Regions from separate parts of the Mus musculus genome. Here region 1 is linked to region 2. The links are chromatin contacts, called in public HiChIP or PLAC-seq maps. All regions are on one chromosome and are shown on one strand. The core of a region is the stretch at or near the end of the contact, and the rest is flanking DNA. Distances in the headings are between cores, read along the strand shown.

The links. HiChIP or PLAC-seq counts read pairs in DNA pulled down with a chosen protein or histone mark.
Region 1: a contact with region 2 is called in a CTCF HiChIP or PLAC-seq map of the NIH/3T3 cell line, with 14 read pairs. The contact joins two enhancer-like sites. A contact is called at or near these places in 1 of 39 promoter capture datasets (the C10 cell line), 2 of 15 datasets of contacts at CTCF or cohesin (the NIH/3T3 cell line and large pre-B cells), 14 of 484 Hi-C or Micro-C datasets (the C10 cell line, CD4 T cells, CD8 T cells and 11 more), 5 of 115 datasets of contacts at active chromatin or transcription factors (the NIH/3T3 cell line, embryonic stem cells and fibro-adipogenic progenitors) and 3 of 9 other capture datasets (adipose tissue, liver and pancreatic islet).

The regions. Positions count from the first base shown.
Region 1 is chr4:109,145,339-109,149,795 of GRCm38.p6, forward strand. The region is part of intron 3 of Osbpl9 (oxysterol binding protein-like 9); the gene reads right to left. All of the region lies in intron 1 of Gm52703 (a long non-coding RNA gene), which reads left to right. Among named protein-coding and RNA genes, the nearest start is that of Gm52703, 14 kb to the left of the region's middle. Within about 2 kb of position 2,508, at least 85 of the 459 cell types and tissues checked have an H3K27ac peak or open chromatin away from gene starts, as enhancers often do. A contact at or near this core is called in the NIH/3T3 cell line, where this site is marked.
Region 2 is chr4:109,027,096-109,031,742 of GRCm38.p6, forward strand. It overlaps Nrd1 (nardilysin, N-arginine dibasic convertase, NRD convertase 1), which reads left to right. Exons shown (of 31, transcript NM_146150.3): 6 at 341-436; 7 at 1,656-1,778. Among named protein-coding and RNA genes, the nearest start is that of Mir761, 12 kb to the left of the region's middle. Within about 2 kb of position 3,351, at least 26 of the 459 cell types and tissues checked have an H3K27ac peak or open chromatin away from gene starts, as enhancers often do. A contact at or near this core is called in the NIH/3T3 cell line, where this site is marked.

The sequences.
Region 1 (4,457 bases), core at 1,258-3,757, 120 kb after region 2:
CATGAGCTCTTTTCTATTCATTCATCAATCACATGCTTCTCAGTCATTTTTACTCAATAAAAATCCTTGATATGCAAATATATACTAACACTTAGCTCCTGCAGGGACTGTCTATACTGCTTTAACTTCAGGTTAAAGGACTTTAGGACATGGAATGTAGGAACATTTAAGAAGGCTGTAGTTTTAGAGAACTGACATAGGCATTAATCAGGAAACTGCTCAGATAGCATAGAGACCAAGAAGGGGGCGAGGGAGTAATGGGGAGGCAGTGAGTGTGAGCATAAGAAGGGATAAAGACCCAAGCCACGTTACAGACTTAGGAGACAGAGGAGGAGCGGCCAGTGGACAAAGTGATGGGCCTTTCCATCACACAATACAAGGAGAGGCAGACACAGAACAAGAAAAGATTCAGTTAGCTTGAAAACTGGAGGTAGAGTACCACAACACAGAGAAGAGGGCTGGCAAGCCCCAACTGCTGGAGCCCTCAGGAATCAGAAGAGGACTGTCAGTCCAGGCCAGCCCAGCAAAACCTTAAACAAAACACAACAAAAGAATATACAAGATGAAAACCAAGATGACTCCAAAATTTTTACTTATGGCTTAAAAAGCCTCTGACGTAGTCAATCCTAAAATCTGATAAGCCTCAACTGTCAGAAGTGGTTTGTTTGCTGTTTAAAGTGTGTGCATGCACATGCATGTGTATGTAGGTGTGTGTGCACACGTGTACAAGTTGTGCATGGGGTGTGTGCATTTGTAGGGGGGTCTGCATTTGTATATGTGCATGAACATGTATGCATATATGTGTATGTGTGAAGTCAGGCATTTTCCTCAATCACTCTCTACCTTATGTTAGTCAAGGTCTCTCACTGACGCTAAGCTTGTCACCAGCTTTTCCCATGGGTTCTAGGAATCCAAACTCAGGTCCTCGAGCTTGGGTGGCAGTGCTTTATCCACTGAGCCATCTCTCTAGCCCTAGAAGCTAATGGTACAATACCTGCGTGCAATCCCAGCACTCTGGAAGCTTAGGTGGGAGGATTTGAATTCAAAACCAGCTTGGGATACATAACAAATATCAAGTAAGCCAAAGCCATATTTCAGGACTTGTCTTTAAGAAAATAATAAAAGTTTTACTGAATTTATGAGTAAGAAGTATTCAAATACATGTTATTATGGGAAAAAATGAGAATTTCTCTTTAATGCATTTTGGGATGAGAGGGAAGAGTGGGGCAAAAGAAGGTGATTTTAAGGGGCCAAACCAAGTCTCAGCTCACAAGGAGACATACAGAAGGTCAAAAGGAAAGGAAGATATAATCACTTTACTTGGATTAATAAAGAAAAAAAGGGGAGGAGAAATCAATGCCTATTTAAAAACAAAAAAAGCTGGGCGTGATGGCGCACACCTTTAATCCCAGCACTCAGAAGGCAGAGGCAGGTGGATTTCTGAGTTCGAGGCCAGCCTGGTCTACAGAGTGAGTTCCAGGACAGCCAGGGTTACACAGAAAAACCCTGTCTCTCAAAAAAAAAAAAAAAAAAAAAATTCAGGAAGGAGCTAGGTGTGGCAGCTCATGCCTGAATGACCAGCACTTGGAGAGCTGAGTCAGGGGGATCACCCCTCAGTTCAAAGCCAGTTTGGTCTAGATAGAGTTCCAGGTCCAGACTGCAGGGTGAGACAAGCCAATAAAAATGAAATAATAAGTAAAATTTATGAAAAAGACTAAAACAAAGCAAGTGACACGTGAAAAATGAATCAGCTACTAATTCTTTTGTTTGCTTTTGAAATAAACAAGATCAATTAGATAAGACCTAACAAAGTAACAGAAGCCTACAAGAAATTATAATAATGAATGTATGCTACTTTATAAAATGCTTATACTTTAATAAAATGCTTAGAAAAAACGACATTCTTTAGCTCCTGGGGGGGGGAGCTTTTGTACTTAAAGAGAAGTGTGCGCATGTTCCTGTGGAGTGGAGAAGCGGGAAGGCATTTCTGAATTATCAAGAACAACATTCCATCTGAAGGTTTCATTCTGGCTCCAGTTTCTCCAAGGAATTCTGCTCAGGGCAAACAGCAGCAAGCCACTTCCTCTCTCTTCTATATTTAGCTCTAAGCTGCTAATACAATATCTTTGCCTTTCCTTCAGAAAGGATACACTTCTAGATCAAGACTGTAGTTACAACCCTGCACGTCCCACAAGCTTCAGCCCCATCCTCTAGAAGACAATCTAGACACAGCTATCGAATGTCATCGATTCAGCACTCACGACAAACACAATTTATGTTTATGCAGATCACTGTGCACCATCACCATTTCAGGCACCACTTCAGTTTTCCTAGGAAAACCAAGTTTCTGAACAGAACAAATAACTAGGAAGATGTGTTGGGCTTTTTCCCCTCGAACACTTTGAACTGCTCCCTCTGCTGGCGTAAGAAGAGAACTGTGCAGCATGACCAGAACTGAAAGAAGATGGAGCACAGGTCAATGTCTGACTCCCTGGTCATTAACTCCATTCAGGGAACATCCCCATGCGTCCTGTGGCTAGGCTTCCAAGCCTCCCTAATAGTTGGTGACAGAACTGAGCATGCCTTGTGATGTGACTCACTACCATGTGACCAATGTCCCAGTTAACCTTGCCTCAGTGGGCCCAGGCAGTGTCGACCTCTGCTTGGATATACACTGAGCACAGAAGAACCCTGCGACACCTACTCCCATGAAACACTAATACTGCAATGGGAGAAAGTGACGTGGATACAAAGGGGCTCCGGTATGATAAAATATAAGTCAGAGTGACTGACCCAGAATCACAAGAAAGTAAGGTGGAAACAAACAGTACTGTATAATGAGAATTGTCAATATAAATCTTGGCCCTGTTACTTCCTGCATGTGTGACCAAAAATACAAATTAATACAAGCCTCAAGCCCACCCCTGGATGGTGAGGATAAAAATATCTACCTCACTAGGGTGGGTTCGATCCCTGTGAAGGACCAGCATAACATTAAACTGGCCCTTAGCGGCCAGGCAGTGGTGGGCCACACCTTTGATCCCAGCACTCTGGAGGCAGAGGTAGGTGGATCTCTGAGTTCAAATCCAGTCAGAGTGAGTTCCAGGACAACCAAGGCTACACAGATAAACCCAGTCTCCAGAAATCAAAAACCAAACCAGAATAAAACAAAACTGGATGAAGTAAATTGAACCCTAGAGTTTTCTACATATGTCTAACGGCTTGTAGAAACGTTCCTTTCATTATGAATCTTTACTCTCTCTCTCCACCAGCACACACCAAGCAATGTGCCCCAAACTGAAAAGATTGCCTACTAAGTAAGATCCACAGGTCTCCTCCCAAGGTTATATAATATATAAGCAGCACTTGCTTGAGACAGAAGACTGATGACTGCCTGCAGGGAGCTCTAGCAACTGAAGCTTCCAAGAGTCACCGCCCATGCTGAGATGTGGCTTTCCATGACACATTTCCCTTCAGTTGTCTGTGTTCCCGAAGTAACCCAAATAAACCCCCATTCCCACTTACCGCTCTGCTATGCCCTCTACCGCATGGTACACTAATTATGCCTTGGAAACCATGAGCTGAATGGGATTTCTCACCTTTAAGTTGTTTCCATCAGGTATCTTGTCATGGCTACATAAAAGTTACCTAGTAGCCACAGGAAAAGTTGTTCTTAAACATACACAGGACTGAAGGGTCAAGGAAATGGCATTGTTCTTCCCTTCAGGAAGAAGGACTGGAGTGATAATTAGCGTCATCTTTTCAATACTCTCCTTAGATTGTTACATTGAAAATTTATTTTAGTGAGTAAGAAAAATGAATTGTGGAATAAAATGTAAATTACTAACAAAAATAAAAATGGATTAGAGAGGTAGGTCTAACTGGCTACTCACTATACTGGAGTTCATAATTAAACTTGGGAAGATTATAATTTCAAATATCTAGGGAGGATTGAAAGTAGAAAACAAATTAAGAAGAACATAGGTACACTAGCGAGATCTAATCCTCCCACAGCAATATAACCAACTCCCAACACACGAGTCCAGCTCTATCAACCCACACAAATATCCCGAGTACCACTGAAATTAAACCAGCTAATTACAGAATTAATTAGAGCTGATTCACTTCCTTTACATGAAATGTGTGACTTTTTGTACTGGAAACATTACCACATAAAAATCAGAAACATAACATAACAGAGGAAACATCTTAAGTCAACCCAAGACAGTGACATCTGTTCGCTGGTGATAATGCTGAGCTAACATTGCTCTCAAAGTAGAAGACAGTCAAACCTATAACCATGCTTTAGCCTAATGACTTACCGTCTATTCTAAGCATCTTGGCCATGTGGGTGTGTGCTAAGTTGACTGGTATTAATGCAGTGAAGCACTGATGCACTGATATACTTGATCAATAGGACTTTTTTAAAAATTAAATACTTTTCTTCAGTATTGAGC
Region 2 (4,647 bases), core at 2,101-4,600:
CACGGCCTCAGATCTGAAGACTAACAGCATTTTATTAGTGCCCTTTTTCAGGAAATTCTTAGACCTAGAAATCTAGAGCTGAAACATTCAGATCATTAACTACATTGCCTCATTTGAAAATAAGAGAAAAACTCTAGAAAGGCGATCAGTTTCCTCAGAATGATTGATTAAGTGATAGGACCAAGTTTAGGTTGTTGAGTTACCAGCTTCAGTTTTATAACATATTTTTAAAGTCAATTTTATTGCTTTCTTGCTTTCAGTTCTGTAAGCTTGAATTTCTAGACAGTCAAGAAAATAATGAAATTTCATTTTACTGAAAATATTTTTTTAAAACTTACAGAGTATCAGCTTGCAAGGCCTTCTGATGCAAACAGAAAAGAAATGTTGTTTGGAAGCCTCGCTAGACCGGGACATCCTATGGGGAAGTTTTTTTGGGGTAAGATACTATAATTTATCTTATTTCTAGGTAAGGAGGATGAGAATAAGACACACTGATTAAGAGGGTTAGAAATGTTGGTACAGTGCTTGCCTAGAAAGCATAAGACTCTGAATTTGATCCCCACAACTGCATAAAACTGGGTTTGGTGGGTGCATTCATGTTATTCCTCAGGGAGGTAGAGGTGGGAGGATCAGAACGTCAATGTTATCTTCAGCTCCCAGGCCAGCCTGGGATATATGAGACCCTGTTATAACCAAGGAAGGACAACAACAAAATGAAACACAGAACCTACCCAGACCACCCAAAACTAAAGAACAATTCATGGTGCTGGGATAGCAAAGTGCTCTTTACCTTCTAAGAGCGCAGCTGGAAAACTCTTGGAATAGTGTTGTGTGAGCTTGCTGTGCTTGATCCTCTAGCACTGAGTGTTGCTAGAATAGAGCTGGACATTTTGTGAGTGCTGTCTAGATGCCAGACACTGTGCTGGCCTCGTATGCATTATAGCATTAGCTTGTTATCAAGTATTAAGAGATAGGTACCATTATAATCTCCATTTAAAGATAAACATGCTCTGGAAGTTGAGTGATTTGCTTAATTTACACAGGTCATAAATATTTGATGGGGGTTTGAGTATCTCTTTATCTGATTGTAAAGTCTGCACCCCAACCTGATGTTTCCATTTATCAAGAGACACTCAGGAATGGTTTTCTAATACTTTTTGAGCTGTGGCCTAATTTTGTTTAACAGGTAAGCCGTTGAACTGGTATCTGCTTTTCATAATGGCTTTTTATTGTTGGTAGATGTCAGTTGTAATCTGTTAATCTTGTCATAGTATAGAGGCCAGGATGGATTGATCTAATTCAAGGCTGTTTTATAATATTTTTCTGTATCTGTTGTGTAACTTATGGCATACTAGCTTTTTATGTTTTATTTTTAAGAATTAGGCAGAATTTTAGTAAAATAATTCAGAGGGGAAAACCAATTTAATACTAGACTATCAAGAAAGGAACTTTAGGCAATTACTGTCAGTTGTTGAGGTTTTTTCCAACCATCAATCCCTATGTGTCTATTTCAGAATTGTCTCCTGGCTTATGCTATTACTACATGTCACTTGGGTAATTTCATAGGTTTTCTAAGCTTGTAGAAAACTCATTGTTGGTGTAGAAGACCTTTAACAGTTACTTCTATAATTTTTAATGTTTTAAATTTTTTATAGGAAATGCTGAGACACTCAAGCATGAACCAAAGAAGAATAACATTGATACACATGCCAGACTGAGAGAATTCTGGATGCGCTACTACTCTGCTCATTACATGACCTTAGTTGTTCAGTCCAAAGGTAGTGTTATCTGTTACACCCCTAGAGTTACTCTGAAGTATCATTTGCCCTTGATTAACAGGTCTTGAGTAGCAAGAGTCCATTCAGATGCAGTTTATTTTTGAAATTTTGCAGCATTTTAGAAAACCTTACAGATGAAACACATAGCCTAGAAAGAAAAAAAATTTAAGAAAAAGCTAGATGACATGAATACATAAAATACATGTACATAATATTTTATTTTATTTATTACCATAAAATATACACAAATCTATAAAGTATACATTTAATCTAAACCTGGATAAACACATTGCATCATTTACAGCAGAGAGAAATGTAAACAGACGCAAATGTATTAAAGCATAACTACATGGAATGAATGGTAGTCAATTAGTACTGACATCGTTTCTTATCCTTCTCCACTGTTGTGACATCTGCATGAAGCTGCTGATCATGTCCACACGGAGAGTTAGTCTGCTCTAGTCAACTGTATTGTAGGCTTTTTTTTTTTCTTTTAAAAAGGTCTCAGTACTTGAACAGTCTTCACCGTATATAATGTGTATGAAATCTAAAGTACATGTCAATAGGTAGTTTATGTTACTGATATGGCTTTTGTGAAGATCTGGCTGTTAGTCAATTTTTGGGATAGTCAAAAATGAGATGGAAAACAATTGAGAAGGACATTTGACCTCTGGCTTCCATACATATGAACACATGCATGTACACATGCACAATCATAGAGCATGCACATATAGTCCCATAGAGATGAGGGTGTGTGTGTGTGAGGGTGTGTGTGTGAGGGTGTGTGTGTGTGTGAGGGTGTGTGTATGGGTGAGGGTGTATGTGTGTGAGGGTGTGTGTATGGGTGAGGGTGTGTGTGTGAGGGTGTGTGTGTGTGTGTGTGTGTGTGTGTGTGTGTGAGAGGGTGTGTGTGTGTGTGAGGGTGTGTGTGTGTGTGAGGGTGTGTGTGTGTGTGTGAGGGTGTGTGTATGTGAGGGTGTGTGTGTGTGTGTGTGTGAGGGTGTGTGTGTGTGAGGGTGTGTGTGTGTGAGGGTGTGTGTGTGAGGGTGTGTGTTTGTGTGTGAGGGTGTGTATTTACTGCCCCAGGGGTCAATATTCCCACATGTTGTTCAAAGATCAACTGTTCTACTTTCATAGGATGTTTGAGTCACTATGGCATATTGTTACTCTATTATCTGGCAAATTACAAACTGGAGCTAGAGAGATGACTCAGCAGAGTGCTTGCTCTGCTTGCAGTGAGCCAGACTTTGGTTCTTAGCATCCGTGATGGGTGCCTAACAACTGCCTATATTTACAACTCTAGGGGATCGCACATCTTCTTCTGGTCTCCACCAGCACCCCAACACTAATACACATACCACACAACACATACAACACACACACACACCACTATACATAAATACAAATATTTCTTAAAAATGGAAGGAAATGAATATGTTACAAAGTAATGGCAAAGTTCACAGAAACGTAGATCATCTCATACAAATCATCTCTCACAGAAATAGGTCATTTATGGACTAACTTCAAGTGCGTATGAGTATACTGGTGTACTACTCAGAGGTCATGTGTGGTTGAGACAGGGGCTCATGTAGCCTTGACCTTCTGGGATTTCAGGCATGTGCCACCACACCTAGCTCAGCTGTTGTGTTTTCTTTTCAGATGATTCATATTTGTGGTTTTATATTTATATTGCTCATAAACTTACAGGGCAAGCTGTTTGTTCATCCCTATATAAAGGTCCTATAAGATAATTAAGAGCAATCCTGTAGCAATGATAGAAGCATTCTAAATGTCAAGACTGAAGAGCATCTCTGCTCCTTCCATGTCCTGATTATCTTAGTGACTCACTGAGGAGACTCCAGTAACTTCTGTTGTCTTGGGGGTTTAACCTTTTGTAGATGTCCTAATAATCACGTGTTAAACAATTCCTTTTGACATTATAGTTTGCATGTTTCTTCTCTTCTCCTCTCACCAAATATCATTCTCCGTTCTATAAAATTTTGACCCAACCTCTTCAAAATTGAGATCAAACAAAGCTGATAACATATGAAACAGTTTTCATTTTTCAAAATTAATCCAAAAATGTGATTCTAAATTGCATTTATATTGTTGTAGCAGGCATTGCTTATTTTTAGTATAGAGGTTAATTTATAAATTGTTGCAAATTACTTCATGCATATGAAGTTTTATTCACTCTGGTGTTTGTCCCTTTGTGATCTTTTCCTGTTTGATACAGTGATTGATACTGGTGCAGATTTTTGTTTGTTTTTGAGACAGGGTCTCTTTGTATCCCTCAACTTGCTGTATAGACTTGGCCTGCCCTGAACTCAGAGAGATTCACCTACCTTAGTCTCCTAAGTCTTATTGTCAAATTCTAAAATAAACAATAGAATTGTGATGAGATCACATATAATCTAGAGTTTTTTGATTTTGAGAATTTCTCTTTTTATGCTACTTAAAAGTCAAATTTCTGGGTCTGAGGAGATGGATGGCTCAGTTCCTGAAGAGCTTGTTTCACAGGCATGAGGATCTGAGTTCAGACTCCAGCACCTATGGCACGTGCCACCCCAGCTCTGGGGAGGCAGAGAGGGCGGATCCCTCAGACTTGCTGGCTAGCCGGGCTAGCTGAGTTAGCAAGCTCCAGGTTCCAGAGGCCGTGTAGAGAATATTGAGGAGGAAGGACTAGTGAGATGGTTTGGCAGGTAAGACCAAGTATGAGTTCAGTCTACAGCATCTACATGGTGACTTCACACACAAACAAATGTAATTAAAAGTAGGTTTTTGCAGGTATTTAGGAGTAACTTTAAAAAAAAGGTATTTGGGATATAATATATGAGAGAAGAATTAAAAAGCGGAGAACGATTGAGGG